Regions from separate parts of the Mus musculus genome. Here regions 2 and 3 are each linked to region 1. Evidence: chromatin contacts called from public ChIA-PET and promoter capture Hi-C data. All regions are on one chromosome and are shown on one strand. Each heading gives the region's core, a stretch centred on a gene start, on an enhancer-like site or on the middle of the called end of the contact. The rest is flanking DNA. Distances are from core to core; before and after follow the strand shown. Region 1 holds the start of Rps6ka5 (ribosomal protein S6 kinase, polypeptide 5). Region 2 overlaps Ttc7b (tetratricopeptide repeat domain 7B). Region 3 holds the start of Gpr68 (G protein-coupled receptor 68).

The links. Promoter capture Hi-C pulls out the DNA fragments that hold promoters and counts their contacts. ChIA-PET counts read pairs in DNA pulled down with a chosen protein or histone mark.
Region 2: a contact with region 1 is called in a promoter capture Hi-C map of macrophages, with 5 read pairs. The contact joins the enhancer-like site here to the promoter of Rps6ka5 in region 1. A contact is called at or near these places in 2 of 39 promoter capture datasets (macrophages and neutrophils), 2 of 484 Hi-C or Micro-C datasets (embryonic stem cells and natural killer cells), 1 of 115 datasets of contacts at active chromatin or transcription factors (effector CD8 T cells) and 2 of 9 other capture datasets (adipose tissue and liver).
Region 3: a contact with region 1 is called in an RNA polymerase II ChIA-PET map of memory CD8 T cells, with 448 read pairs. The contact joins the promoter of Gpr68 here to the promoter of Rps6ka5 in region 1. A contact is called at or near these places in 8 of 39 promoter capture datasets (the 3T3-L1 cell line, the C10 cell line, the HPC-7 cell line and 4 more), 9 of 484 Hi-C or Micro-C datasets (CD4 T cells, bone marrow-derived macrophages, cardiomyocytes and 6 more), 4 of 115 datasets of contacts at active chromatin or transcription factors (CD8 T cells, bone marrow-derived macrophages, effector CD8 T cells and 1 more) and 3 of 9 other capture datasets (adipose tissue, liver and pancreatic islet).

Annotation. Positions count from the first base shown.
Region 1 is chr12:100,722,779-100,727,469 of GRCm38.p6, forward strand. Rps6ka5 (ribosomal protein S6 kinase, polypeptide 5) reads right to left here and starts at 2,342. Exons shown (of 17, transcript NM_001330702.1): 1 at 2,003-2,342. The coding sequence starts at 2,102.
Region 2 is chr12:100,507,001-100,511,691 of GRCm38.p6, forward strand. The region is part of intron 1 of Ttc7b (tetratricopeptide repeat domain 7B); the gene reads right to left. Among named protein-coding and RNA genes, the nearest start is that of Ttc7b, 11 kb to the right of the region's middle. Within about 2 kb of position 1,886, at least 73 of the 459 cell types and tissues checked have an H3K27ac peak or open chromatin away from gene starts, as enhancers often do. A contact at or near this core is called in adipose tissue, effector CD8 T cells, macrophages and 1 more, where this site is marked.
Region 3 is chr12:100,896,927-100,901,617 of GRCm38.p6, forward strand. Gpr68 (G protein-coupled receptor 68) reads right to left here and starts at 2,454. Exons shown (of 3, transcript NM_001177674.2): 1 at 2,317-2,454. Gm36572 (a long non-coding RNA gene) reads left to right here. Exons shown (of 5, transcript XR_381840.4): 2 at 1-420; 3 at 1,495-2,791.

The DNA of each region.
Region 1 (4,691 bases), core at 1,092-3,591:
CCCAGCTAAGTGGCAGAGCTAGTATTCATCATCACGTCTTCCAACTCCATGTCCGGGTATGCCATACTATTCAGTCTCCATAATGGAGCCATTTCCACGCCCTTATACTGGGTTTCTAATTCAATTATCATTTGTCCTATGGTATTCAATATAGCCACCAGCTACCACACTGCTCTAGCTCCTATCAGAGCAACATGTGCTAAGAGGAGCCCAGCTGGCTGGTGACGGAGGAGTTACTCTTTCAAGTTATATTTTAACAGTGTTTTTGACCATTACATCTGATCAGTTGTCCACGTGCTTAGCAATACATTTAAATGGCCGTTCCTGTCCTTTTTACTACATTACTAGTGAGTTCAGTGCAGTCTCGTCATCCATCAGAAGAATTTCTAAATGCAAACTTGATGATTCACACACAGTTAGTTGACAAAGGGAAATAAAACAGCGCTCATTGTTTTCTACAGAGTTAGCATTGTTTGCAAAATCCAGAAACTGAGCAGTTGGCTGACTACTAACAAGTAGGTTGCCCCTTGGTCTTTGAGCAAAAGACTGCTTGCTGTATCATGATCAATGGCTGAGCATAGAAGACTTCAAGCAGCATTTGTTGTACTGTATGATTCCACACACTTACAGCAAGGAATCATTATGTAAGATGGGGGGGAGGTGGACCAAAATCCTTACTCTAGAAAATGTGACACTGCTCCTGGTGTAAACTGGGCATTAACACTACATACATGTATACTGAGAAAAATGGCTTAAAATCCCGTTGAAAACATCACTTTTTGATAACATTTGGAGTGAAGATCTCAACCAAGGGAATCTACACTGTTTATGTGAGGAATTCAAAAATACTATGGAATAACTGGGTCAGGATACATTATAGAGTCAGAACCATCAAAACTGCAGTGCTTATACTGATAAATGAGAAGGCATGAATTTACATCTTATACTAAGTCATAAGACTGGCACCAAAGATACTAATGGGCAATCAAGAATTGTGGGTTGTAGTTAACTTTATCCATCTGTTTCAATCTGTTCCAAACAGCAGCAAGGTGGACCCGCTTTCTACCTGAAACCTGCCATTTGCCATTTGTGTCTACTTAATATAATGTGCCAAAGACTTAAGTGTCAAAAATCTTAAAACCACTGACACTAATAACTATCGATCCACTCTAACACATTCTCCATGCAGAAATGATAGTGTAAGGGGAGACCTGACTCCATGGGGCTGGGGAGACCCAAACTTTACCAATTGGTCCAGATAAGAATTTTCCAAAACAAACCCCGGAATTACACAATGAAAAAGCAAAAGTAAAAAGCTTAGCACACGGAGCTTTACTGATCTCCAGCACAGGGGATGCAAGCACTTAAGTCGCCTAGTGAAGCCTTTCACCCAAAACTTTACATTTATAGAGGCTGCTTGCCAAAAGACCTGGCAAATTTCAGAGAGTATAGTACTTCACGATAACTCTGAGAGAAAGGACTTAATTCCAGAGGACCACGAAGCCTTTTTCCTTCACCAGAGACTAACCGAGAACCAATACCCCTCTCGCAGGATCGCTGTCCCTTAGGGATGGTACAGACATACATACACACACAAACACACACACTCCCCTCACACCTGAACCATCCCAGGCAGAGGTGCAGGGTAAAGTGAGTTCAAGCTTCAAGCTCCATCACACACAGCTCCACACAGCTCACCTCTTGAGGGAAAGAGTACCTTTCCCTCGAGACAGCGTGTAGTGACAGATATGTCACCTATGCAGGAAAGGGGGCATAAAGGCATCTTCCCAGGCTGGGTCGGAAACTGGGGGCCCAGCAGGAGCAAACTTTCCTCTCCGTGCCCAGAGCCTCCCAGGACCCCCGGACTATTCCCCGCCCGCGAAGCCCCGCCCCGGGCCCGTCCCCCCCAGCCCGCGCCCCTTTTGGCCTGTGCGCGCACCCATGCCGGCTCTCAGGCGCGCCTCCGCGGCTGGCCCGGCCAGCAGAGGGCGGGGTCGCTCACCGGTCCGCAGCTCGTGCTTGACAGTAAGGAGCTGCTCGCCGCCGTCGCCGCTGTCCCCGCTGGTGCCCGCGCCGCCGCTGCCGCCGCCCTCCCCCTCCATCTTCACCCTCTTTCCGATCGCGCGGGTCGCTCTTAGGGGAACCTGATGGGACAGCAGACGCCCCGTCTCTCCACAGCTCCAGGAGCCGAGCTGCCGCAGCGCCACAACTCCGACACTGAGGCGAGTCTCTTTCCCGCTCTGGCCGTGCAGCTCCTCCGCCTCCTCCCCTCAGCGGGCACCGCTAGTACGGCACAACCCCGCGCCCTGCGCCTCCACCTCCTCCTCCAGGCCGCTCCTCCCACAGCCAGCCCAGGAGACAGCCCTGAGCCACCAGCGCTATTGGGCGCAGCGCGCGCGCGTCTGCCAGCGCCCGTTCCCATTGGGCGGCTAGTCCTGACGTTTCAGGAGCCGCCCCGCCCCGCTGCTCGAATTGTTGTTGCTTGGCGGGGAGGCAGGAGAGGGAGGAGCGCGAACGCTCCGATTGGCAAGACCCACGGAATGCCCCACCTACTCGCTTTGGTGCGCACGCGCAGGCAGGCCTTCCCTCTCCTGACCTCCCCAGAATGGTCACACCCCTTATTCCCAGCTTCGATCTGTTAGTAAACAGTATCTAGTAGTCAGGAGGCGCTCCGGACCTCTGATTGGCTACTGCGGAAAGAGGCGGGGAAAGACGATTGGACCGCTTGGTCCGCCAATCACAGTGGACAAAGGAGGGTCCTGGAGGGAAGCACTTGTCACCCACGTGTTTGCGCTCGCGCGCGTCTGAGGGTCCTAGGGAACGGCCCACAAATGTGTGACTGTCTGGAAGATGGCATGTCTTCGAATGATACTATTCTCTGTAGCACTAAATAAATTAAATGAATTTTGTGTTTAAATACAGGTAGGAGCCGGCAAGATGGTTCCGTGGGTAAAAGTGCTTGCGGCCAGACGTGGACAACCACAGTGCAGTTCCCATATAATGAAAAAGAACTAACATGTTGACCTCCGACCTCCACACAAGCTTTAATTAAGGGCATGTATCGCTCACACAAGGCAAAACTAAATTACGTTTAAAAATTAAATACAGGTAGCTCCTATACACAAAAAGTCAAGGTTCTGGCTCCGGATGAGAAATCTGAAATAATAACTTGTGGAGGTGGGGAGTGTAGCTCAGCCTAGCCTTGACCCCCTGGTACGTCTAGCACCACCTCCCAGTGCTGGAATTCGCAGTATGTGCCACCATGCCTTGCTTATGACATGCGGGAGATTGAACTCTCCAGCTTTATGAATGCTAGGCGAGCAGTCTACCAGTTAAACTACATCCTCATCCCAATTTTTCATGTTTAAGAAACTCAAAGAGTGTGGTGAATCATAAAATAAGATTCAATTTCTGCTCCTGAAAAGCTATTAACGGAACTCGAGAGATGGGCAACTTGTATACAGGCACAGGAAACTATAAAGAATTTAAACAAAACTGTGAACCAGTATTAAGCATTAGAGAATGGCACAGATGGCAACGATTATTCTCAAGGCTTTTAGGGCAAGGAGAAAATCTGGATAGCCAATTTAAAGGGCAAGTAAGACAAAACTGGAGACATTTCACACAGAGGTAAGCTGTGAGCCTAGGTCTAGAGGAGATCAAATGCTGGTGACCTAAGTAACAGGTAGGCTAAATGAAGTGTAAGGGAAACAGCTGTATAGGAAAGATGAGTGTATCTTTATTTTCCTTCTTGGAAAAAAAAAAACAAAAAAACAAAACAAACAAACAAAAAAAAAAACCAAAACAAAAAAACCCAAAACAAAACAAAAACACCTGACAGAAGCATTCTAAAGAAAGAACAGGTGTGGTGGCACTGACCTTTAATCCCAGCACTCAGGAGGCAGAGGCAGGCAGATCTCTGTGAATTCAAAGCCAGCCTTGTCTACATATCGAGTTCTAGGATAGTCAGGGCTACACAGAGAAACCTTTTCTTAAAAACACTCAAAAGAGAAAAAAGAAAGACCTGGGCAGGGTCGGGGAGTGACTTACATTTTAAGGATAGAGTGTATCATGGAGGCGGGAAGATGGAGGAACAGGAGACCACTTGGTCAAGTTGTGTCTGTGGTCAGAAGCAGACAGCGCTAAACTGTGGTACTCAGCAGTCTCCTTTCTATTAAATCCAGGACACCCAGCACAGCTAGGGTGGATCTTCCCTGTTAAGCCTCCCTGGAGATGCCATTAAAGAGACACCCACAGGTGTGTCTCCCAGGTGGTTCCAAATCCGGGCAAACTGAGAATGAAGATGAACCGTGTCCTTAAGACAATGAGGGATCGTAAATGTTACACTGAGGCACAGAAGTTATTTAGTAATGAAGTCCCCTACACTAGTTAGAACAGCAAAGTCACTCTCTTATAACTTGTCGAATCCCATGAGGCTGACGGGAAGAGAGGACTCACTGGGAAAGAATGTATTGCAAGTGTAGCACTGACAGCTTAATTTCTGTAGCGGAAGTAGGTGATAATGAGAAAAGAAAAGACGAGCATAAACAATGCAAAAATGATCTTCTAAATTGCACATGGATTAGATGAAGAATGGGCAAACTATCTTCCTGTTAGAGGACAGATAGCAAATCCAAGGCTGTGTGAGCCGTAGACTCTCATTTATAACTACTCAATTTTTCTGGAAAGTG
Region 2 (4,691 bases), core at 636-3,135, 220 kb before region 1:
GAAACGGTCTGCAGAAAACCAGCATTTGCTTCTCTCTCTCCAACCTGATTCTCTGAGACATGAACAAGTGTCCACAGCCAGGCAGAGACTCTCCAAGGAAAGGGTTCTTGAGATAGTGACAACAGAGTCAGGAAGTCAAAGATCTGTGAGAAGGGCATTCCAGAGAGGGGAGGTGTCAGGTGGCATGGTCTAGGACCCGAGAGAAAGCTGTGCCCTTGGACAAGCTCAGTGCAAAAGTCTTGGAGGTGTGTGAGCAGTGGATGACATGCCCTGACTTGAGTTTCTGAGAGCTCCTCCGTCTGCTGTGTGGCAAGTGGACTCAGTGAGAGGACCGAACAGGACTAGATTTTCCCAGTGAGGAGACAGCAACTCAGACAAGAGTGAGGGAAGAAAGTGGGAATATAACCCAGAGGCAAAACAAACCAGGCCTGCTCCTGGACTGTGCTGGGAATATGGCCCCAGCAGTTCCACACCATGATCTCGGGAAGGTGTGAATGCATTTTATGGGACAGTGTGAAGGGCCTGGAGATGGAAGGATTATCCTGAATTGTGTGAGCACAGGTCTGCATTCAGGAGATGTGGCTACAGAGCAGAGATGGGAGGCTACACTGTTCACTCTAAAGTCGGAGAAGAGGGTGTTAGCCTTTTGTCTACATTCCCAGTCGTCCCTTCACCTGCCTGCCGCCTTACCTGTGCACAGTAGGGCATGTGATTACGTCATGGCCCAAATTAAAGGCAGAGACCCCTGACCCTCTCTTCTTCATCGTTGCCCCTTCTTCCCCTTCTACCCCCCAATAAACCCTCTTCTCGTGGAGCTGTACTGGCCTGGTGTGATCTGTCCTGATACGAGCTGCCTTCTAACACAACAGAGGGTAGGAGCCACACAACACACAGAAGCTACACAACCCAGGCAGAGGAGAGACACGCCACCTGTGGAGCGCCACTTGATTGACCCTGGAATTAACACCTGAGTGACCCCTGATTAACCACTTTCTGACTCTTCACCTCCACAATGCCAAGAGGATACAACTGTCCAACTGAGGATAATTTGTTACAGCAGCCACTAGAAGCTCTGACACAGGGCCTGTGAAAAGGGAGAGGGATTAAAGACACATCTACTGCAGACCTCATGGTGGGCAGGGGCACCAGAGCACCATTTACAGAAGTAGAAGCATGAGGCCAAGTTCAACCTGCAGTGACATTCAGTTTTCAAGTCAAGTCCAGATCAAACCTAAAAGAAACTGAGGGGAAAGGTCTAGAAAAAAAAAAAAAAATCAGGGCATGTCTGCTACAGAAACCAAAATGAGACTTATGGGAAAAGCATTCTGGGGAGAAGTCTCAGCAGGAACCCAGCAGGTGTGGTCCACTGCTTCCGGGAAGTGGCCAAGTGAATGACAAGGGCCGAAGCTCAGACAGTCATTTCTTTCTTTCTTTTTTTTAATTAGATTAGATTTATTTATTTTATGTATGTGAGTACACTGTAGCTGTCTTCAAACACACCAGAAGAGGGCATCAGATCCCTTTACAGATGGTTGTGAGCCACCATATGGTTGCTGGGAATTGAACTCAGGACTTCTGGAGGAGCAGTCAGTGCTCTTTACTGCTGAGCCATCTCTCCAACCCCTCACACTTACTTTCTAACATACACTCTCATGCACATGCTCACACACACATTTACCGTCACATATTCACCCTGTACTTGCTCATATTTCCTTTCTAATACACATACTCACACACCACATGATTGTGAACACATACTTCCGCTGGAGAAACTCAACTCAAGAAACAAAAGAAAACCCGTAAACCAGTTGCCTAGGGTTGATCTAGCCTTCTCCGGAGCTCTGAGGACAGGAAGCAACCACAGGCCAGAGGATGTTATCAGGCTAGCCCAGAGTCTAGGAAATGACCTTCTCAGGAAGCCAGCTCCACATACTCAAGTCAGACCCACCCAGAGAGAGTTGACAGGATCTCCCAGAGGAGTCAAAGCCCATGTTGGGTCCATCCTCAAGTACCATGACCTGTGAAGAGATAGAGACCCTGAGTCCTGGCACAAAGGACACTCGTGAAGAGGGAAGGAACTGTGATAAGGGGCTGGGCCTGATGAATTCTCCATTTCTAGTAAGACTTCAGTGCCAGGACAATGGGCAGAGGCAGGCAGGGGACTCCATGGGAAGTTGCATAGCTTTTCAGAGACCCTATTCCCAGGCTTCTGGGCCCAAGATTTAGTAGAGTCAACTCCTTCAGCCTGGGCCAGGGAGAAAAAGTTGCAATTGCTGCAGGCCATGGGCTAGGCATGCCCTACAGAAGGCCCCTTGTCAACTGGCCACTCCTGGGAACTAGGGAGCTTGAGGGAAAGCCTTTGGATCCACAAGGGTGAGGGAGGAGCAGCATGTCCAGAGAGCCAGGCCTCCCAGGACAGAGTAAGCAGTCTTTAGGCAGGCAGAAATAAGGGCTAAAGAGGGCAATAGAGCTACCCAGAGCTATCCCTGTGTTCTGGGAAAGACTCCTTGGATACCCACAGCCCTGGGGAGCCCTGGGGAGGAAAGGGCTTGGGTGTTCACTGTCCCTAACAGCAACTACCAGCCAGAATATACACAGAGCCCCAGGCAAGCAAGCCAGGGAAGTCACCCAACACAGACAGTCCTGCATTTGGACAGGGTCTCAGACTCCATCCTGTGGGCTGCCATGGCCCTCATCCCACTTCCACACCCAGCCCTGACCTGAGCAGCTTCTACTCCATCTCCGTACTCTAAGTCTAGACACGTGAGTAGGTCTCAGAAGTCACTCTGCGGCCTCAGGGCAATGGGTGGTCCTCAGCAGAGATTCAGTGTTTGAAGAGTAAATGAGTCTCGAAAGTCCTCAGGGGTGGCGTATTCATTAACTGTGCGCCACTGTGTACCTGACACTGTTATTAGGGCTCAGGGTACATAAATCATTAACTGTGTACCTGCTGTGTGCCTAGCAGTAGTACTTGGGATATGGCAATGAGCAAACTTAACCAAAAGGTCCAGCTCGAGGACTTGACAGTCTAGTGGTAACATTTATCTGCATTCCCATTGTATAGGCAACTCCCGGACATCCTGCTGGTTTCACAGTGTTGATGTGGAGTCTGCCAGCCATGGGTAGTCACTTAGTTCTGTGAGTCAGCTGACACATTTGTCCTCAGCTCTAGGCCTCTGTCACATGTAGCGCCACATGAAACCCCTGTCACATTTGCTGTCACTGTTGATGCTGTCCTCATACTTCCTGCTCCCTTGGCCCCTCTAAAGAGCCAGGCATCTGGACCCCAACACTTTCTGTAGCGGTTTGAGTGAGAATGGCCCCCAAAGACTCCTATGTCTGTAAGCCAAGCCCCAGCTGATGAAGTGTTTGGAAGGACTAGGAGGAATGTCTCTGGGTGGTCAGGCCCAGGGTCCCTCTCTCTCTGCCTGCTGCCTGTGGATCGGGATATAAAGCTCGCACCACTGCTCCAGCACCACGTCTGCCAGGATGATGAACTCAACCCCAAGTAAATGCTTCCTCTGACAAGAGTTGCCTTGGTCATGGTGGCTCTTCACAGCAACAGAACACTGACTGAGGCACCTTCCTTCCCCAGACCATGATCCTCACTCCCCTGATGGCTGCTTCTGCTCCTCACACCTGAAGAATCGAGGCACAGCATAGCATGCCTCCCACCCCTGACACCAGGCAGGGCAGTGAAGCCACTGCTGTCCCTGTACCAAGAGAGCCTTCCCCTTGGTAAAAATGTTTCCCCCACCAACAGCTGCCCTGCTTGCCAGATATGGTAAGTAAGCCTCAGGGGCAGGTTGTTCGTTACTTGTGCACCACTGTGTACCTGATAACACACTTGGGGCTTTCAGTGCTAAACACAGACTTTGTCCACTAGGCGATGTCCTTTGAATGGGGACTGTCCCCACAGGCTCATGTGTTTAAACACTTGTTCTCAGCCGGTAGAAATGTTTGGGAAGGTGGTGAGACCTTTAGGAGGTGGAGCCTCAATACAGGAAGTAGGTCACTGGCGGGGGTGGGGGGCTTGAAGCTTTACAGCCCAGACAGACAGACAGACTTGCTCACTCTCAGCTTACGGAGTGCTCCTGCGATGTGAAGAGCTGTATCCGTGTCCCGCTCCTGCTACCATGCCTTCTGCAGCATGGTGGGCTGCAACCTCAAACTGTGAGCCAAGAACAATGCTTTTTCCCTTAAGCTGATTTTTTCATCATGTTTCTTAATCACAGCAACAGAAACGTGACTAAGGCAGCCCGTCAGCTCCCTACCCTCATCCTGCTTGAAATCTTTGCGCTGTATTTGCCAGGCCTACCCAGCAATCCAACCACAGCCTGGGTGGTTTATGACACTGTCACTGTCCCCCAGACTGCAGGGTCTCATTTTCTCACCACCCAAACAACCGTTCTCACATCTGGCCCAGGAACGCCCTGTAGCCCAGAAACCTGGCACAGAGATGATTAAGAGCCGAGCTTCCATGTGCTGGACAGTTAGTTGACTCGGCAGTTAAGAGCACTTGGTGCTCTTGCGGTAGACCTGGATTCAACTCCCAGCACCCCCATAGCAGCTCACAACTGTTTCTAACTGAAGTCCCAGGGGGTCCAAAGACAACTTCTCACCTTTACAGGCACCAGGCACACATGTGGTGGCACATATACATGCAGGCAAAGTACCCATACACATAAAAT
Region 3 (4,691 bases), core at 1,204-3,703, 170 kb after region 1:
CTAAGCCCTTCCTAACAGTCTTTTTGAGCAACATAAACAAGTGTTCTGAGCCTTATTTGTTGTTGGTTGTTTGTTTGCTTGCTTGTCTTGTTTATTTAGAGACATATAATACTTTCTATCAGTTCTTTGAGAATTTAACACAAGTTACTCTGATCACATTCACCTCCATTTTCCCCTTCCCCAACTCCTTCCAGATCCATCTCCACCTACCTATCTCTCCTCCAGGTTCCTGCCCTCATTTCTCTGTGCCCTATTGAATGCAATTTGTGCTGTCTTATTGAAGCTGCCCTTTACTCCTGTGTCTTCCAGCATTAGCTGCAGGGACTACTATACTGTCAACTGATGAAGGATTTGAATTCAACCTTCTTCAATCTTGCTATCCCCTATCAACAGTTATTCTGATTCTTCGGCCACCCAGAGGTATACATTTTAACTCTTCCGGGATTTGGATTTATTCCACACGTTGTTGCTTACTCCCCAGGGAAAAAAAGGAGCCATTCAGATCTATAGGAATAGTATGAGCCCCACTTCTATGTGTGGATCAGAGTTGACCTATCACGCATGGGTCACCCCCTTAAAGAAGACTGAGTCTTCCTCCCACAGAAGCCATCAACTGCTCCTAGCTGGAGCTCACACATTTAAAGTGGTTTGCTCTGCCACAGTGGCTAGTGGGAACATTAGTATTCTTATCTCCCAAAACACTTTAGGGTCTACCATGTACTGGACTCATTTGCAGGGTTATTTAATTTTATTTATTTTTATTCACTCTATCAAGTAAGTATTGTCATCTCTATTTCCCTGCAATATATGAAGGTTCAGAGAGGGAAAGTACATTGGCTGGGGTCCACCAGCTGAAACAGGAATTTGGATGCTAAGCCCCTGGAGATCTCAGCTTAACAGTCCTTCTGACTCTAGTCCCTGTCCGATAAATCTCTTCCTTTTGTGTGCCTTTCAACAAGAAGCTGCAGCAGAGAGAGGGTGGGGAGGGGAATTCTCAGAGTTGGCATCTATGTGGAGGTGCAAGCTTTGCCTGTGTGTGGTCTCATCGCTACACTAGAGAGTGAGCTCTAGAGGCAAGTCTCTTTTCTTAGAAGGGTCAACTGAAGTTTGAAAGGAGGGCATTCGGACCAGCAATGCACATGGCGTGCATGTAGCCCCCTGGGGAGTAGAAAGGAGAGAAAGGGTGAAGAAACAAATTTAAAAAAAAAAAGAGGAAGAGGAGCCCCAAACTCTAATGAACAGAAGTGGCTTTAAATGAGCCATGAAGTTCTGGAACTGGCCAGGGAACTGAAAGAGGTCCCTATACAGCCGGCCCAGCCCACTGAGCTCAGGAAATTCCCCTCTCCCTCTGGGTTGAGAGGTGGAGATGCAGGCAGGGGGCCAAAAGAATGAAGCAGGTCGTAGCCTTGACTATATGATTTGTGTCAGATGGGAGGGCAAGCGACTGCCACATGCCACCTCATTAAACTCTAGGGTTGATTCATCTACCCACAGGTATCCTTCCCAACCCCCTCACAGCAAGACATGCCCAAGGCCTCTGGCACATTGGCACCAAACCAGTGCTGAACCCCAGAAGGCTTGCTGCCTTAGCGCCTGTCACGCTTTCGTCCACCTGTTCCTTCATCCAGACCTGGGACACAGCTTTTTCTCCCGGACATTTGATTCCCAGAGGGGATTTAAGCGTTCAGACCAGCAAGTGTTATTATTGCTCCTGCTGACTGGCAGTGGGCCAGCTCCACCCAACCTCCCCTCCCCGCCCTACCCCCCAGAGCAGAAGGTAAGGACATGAGAATTGTTTGGGTCTCAGCGTTTGAGCTCTGAGCCTGTTGGAAGAAGGGCCACGAAGACTCGAGTGTGAATAGAAAAGGACCCCAATGCAATCTTTAGATCACCAGAACTGGGTAAATGAAGGGTTAGAGGTCTCATACTTTTTTTTGAGGGTGAAGAAATTACCAGGTGGCCACGGAGCCAGCCGCGGGGGCGGCTGCTAAACCCAGTGGCGACCACATAAAGAGACACTGGACCCAGGAGAGGGACCCGGGGCGCTGGCGCTCCAGGGCAGACATTCCCTGCTGACTTCGGTCACAGTCAATTCTGCGGGTTCACCGCACGCATACGGTGGTGTTTGGGGGTGTGCCCGCCTCTTGTGCCGCCGCTCCCGCATCCTTTGCTGGCCGGCCCGGAGCGCAAGCACACCCGACCCTGCGCTCCGGAGCAGGACTCAGAACCCAGCAGACCTCGCTTCTCCCGACCCTGGTAAGCCAGCGACCAGTAACCATGGCAAAAGGAAGGAGCCTGGCTCGCGGGAACACATACCTGTGCAGCGACAGTCTGGGACGCGGGCCTGATGTCCTCTGGTGCAGTGCGTGCGCCTCCTGGAAAGGCTGGGGACTCCTGCAAGGCACGCAGGTCCCTTTCTCCTAGCCACTCTGGGCCACGTTGTGCGAGATTCCTCCCGCTCCCAACCCTAGTCAGGCACAGCCAGACCTGTCGGTCCACGCCCTGCAGCTCACACTGACCGCAAGCCACAGATGAGGCGCCTGCTAGAAGGGCCGAGGTGGCCTGAGCGCTCGCCGGTCCCGGAGGTGCAGCACCCCCATCCCCCTCCCTGCTAGCATCCTGACCTAGAGACTGGCTCTGCGGAAGAAGCCAAGCTGCTGAAGCACTAGGGGACTTCTTCAGCCACAGGCGCTCCCAGGGACGCTGAAACCCAACGTGGGAAGCTGGGAGGAAGGTAGAGAGCCTTTCTGCGTTCATCTTCGGTCTCTAACGTATCCACTCATTAAATGAGGTGGGTGTCACAGTTCTGGGCCTTTCTCTACCTGCTGGAAGCTTGGGGCTTAGCCTCTGGATCCCAGACCCTGTCCCAGAGCCAGCGGGTATAGTCAAGGACATAATGAATGACCTTCTCTGGTTTTATGGAAACATCAAGGAAAACTTACTGTCCTCTGCCCTACATACTGCCCTAAACACTAATAGCAAATAGTCACAGTTTGCCTTGTTATACGCACCTAAACGTGTTGATTTGATTAACTCTACGAGGCAAGTGCTACTATTTTTCCCATTTATAATGGAGAGAAATTGAGGCACGAGAGGACAAATAGCTTGCCCGAGGCCACCCACTTACTTAATGAAGCCTTTGAGATTCAAATCTACATCCCACCCTATGCCACCTTGTATCTAGGTCTCTCACAAGTGCATACCTGGGCTCCTGTGGGTCTTACCCCCACCCCCACCCCCCGCCCCCCACCCCCCACCCCCAAGACCCTTTGCCTCTGCCTCTCATTTTCTGAACTTTCCCAGTTTGGGCTGGTGACTTCACTGATACACTTCCCAGAGGTCTTCACACTGCCTGGTAGGATTGCTGGCATGCAGTTGCCTGTCTGCGAGACCCATGCTTGAATCTATGAAATAAATGTCTGAACCGGTTGGTGGGGGGTCTGCAAAGCTCAAGTCTGAGACAGGGAGACAGGGTAGAGATGGAGTGCAAACCGAGGTGTAGACTAGAGAGGGACAGAGTAGATCTATGTCAGTGGCTGCCAAGCCCTTTGGGTAGCTCAGGGTGCTAGGATGTAGTCTTTAGGTCAGTAGTTCTCAACCTTCCTAATGCTGTGACCTACCCCCCAATCATAAAATTATTTTCATTGATACTTCATGACTGTAATTTTGCGACTGTACGAATCATAATGTAAATATCTGTGTTTTCCCCAATGGTCTGAGATGACCCCTGTGAAAAGGTCACTCAATCCTATAGGGGTGGAGACACACAGGCTGAGAACTACTGCTCTAGGTGGGACTTTTCACAGAAGGCAGAAGGTACAAGAGCAGCCAAAATAGCGGGGGTGGGGTGGGGGGTGTTTCTCTTCTGGTGCTGACAGAGACTGGCTCAGCCTGCTCTCTGGTTCCCATTGTGAAGTCCCTCCTTTTTGAAAAATGTTCACAAATGGAATTTTCCAGAATAAACTATCTGTGCCTGAAAATGTTCATCGTTGTTTTTTTTTTTTCCTAATTTGTATTCGTATGTGTGAGTGTAGTGAACGTTGTAAATCTTGTGTGTGGTGTGCATACATGCATGTACTTCTGTGTGTGGAGGGCACCCCGCCTGGTTTTTTGAGACAAGGTCTTTCCCTGAGTTCAAAGCTCACCACCTTCTAGACTGGTTGGCTAGAGAGCCCCAGGGATTACCTACATGTCTGTCACCTCCCCACCCACACACACACACCACTTCACCTCCACCTCCCCACACCACCCCCCCTCCCCGATTCCTCCACCCCTGCCTTTCTTTTTGTTTAAATTGTCATTCTGAATATAGCTAAGAGTTCGGGTTAGAAAGCCAGAGCACCTGGCTTTAAATTCCAGCCCTTCATACTGACAGGGTGACCTTCGCTCAGTCTTTTACCATTTTGTGAGCCTTTCCCTGCCTGAAGATGGGGACACTACCTAAGAGAGGGTCGGTCATGTCACATGAGTTAAACCAAGGGTCGCCTTCTCAGCTCAAGACTCTGCACACAGCAATGAACATTTAATCCATGCCAATTGATATTGCTATTCAACATTCCAGATACCCCTTTCTTCTCTTGGTTTCTAAAACAGGGTCTCCTGAGAAGTCCGAGCTAGACAGGAGTGTATATGATCATCCTGCCTCTGCCCCCCCGCCCCCCCCAGTGCTGATTAAAGGCGTGTGCCGCCAC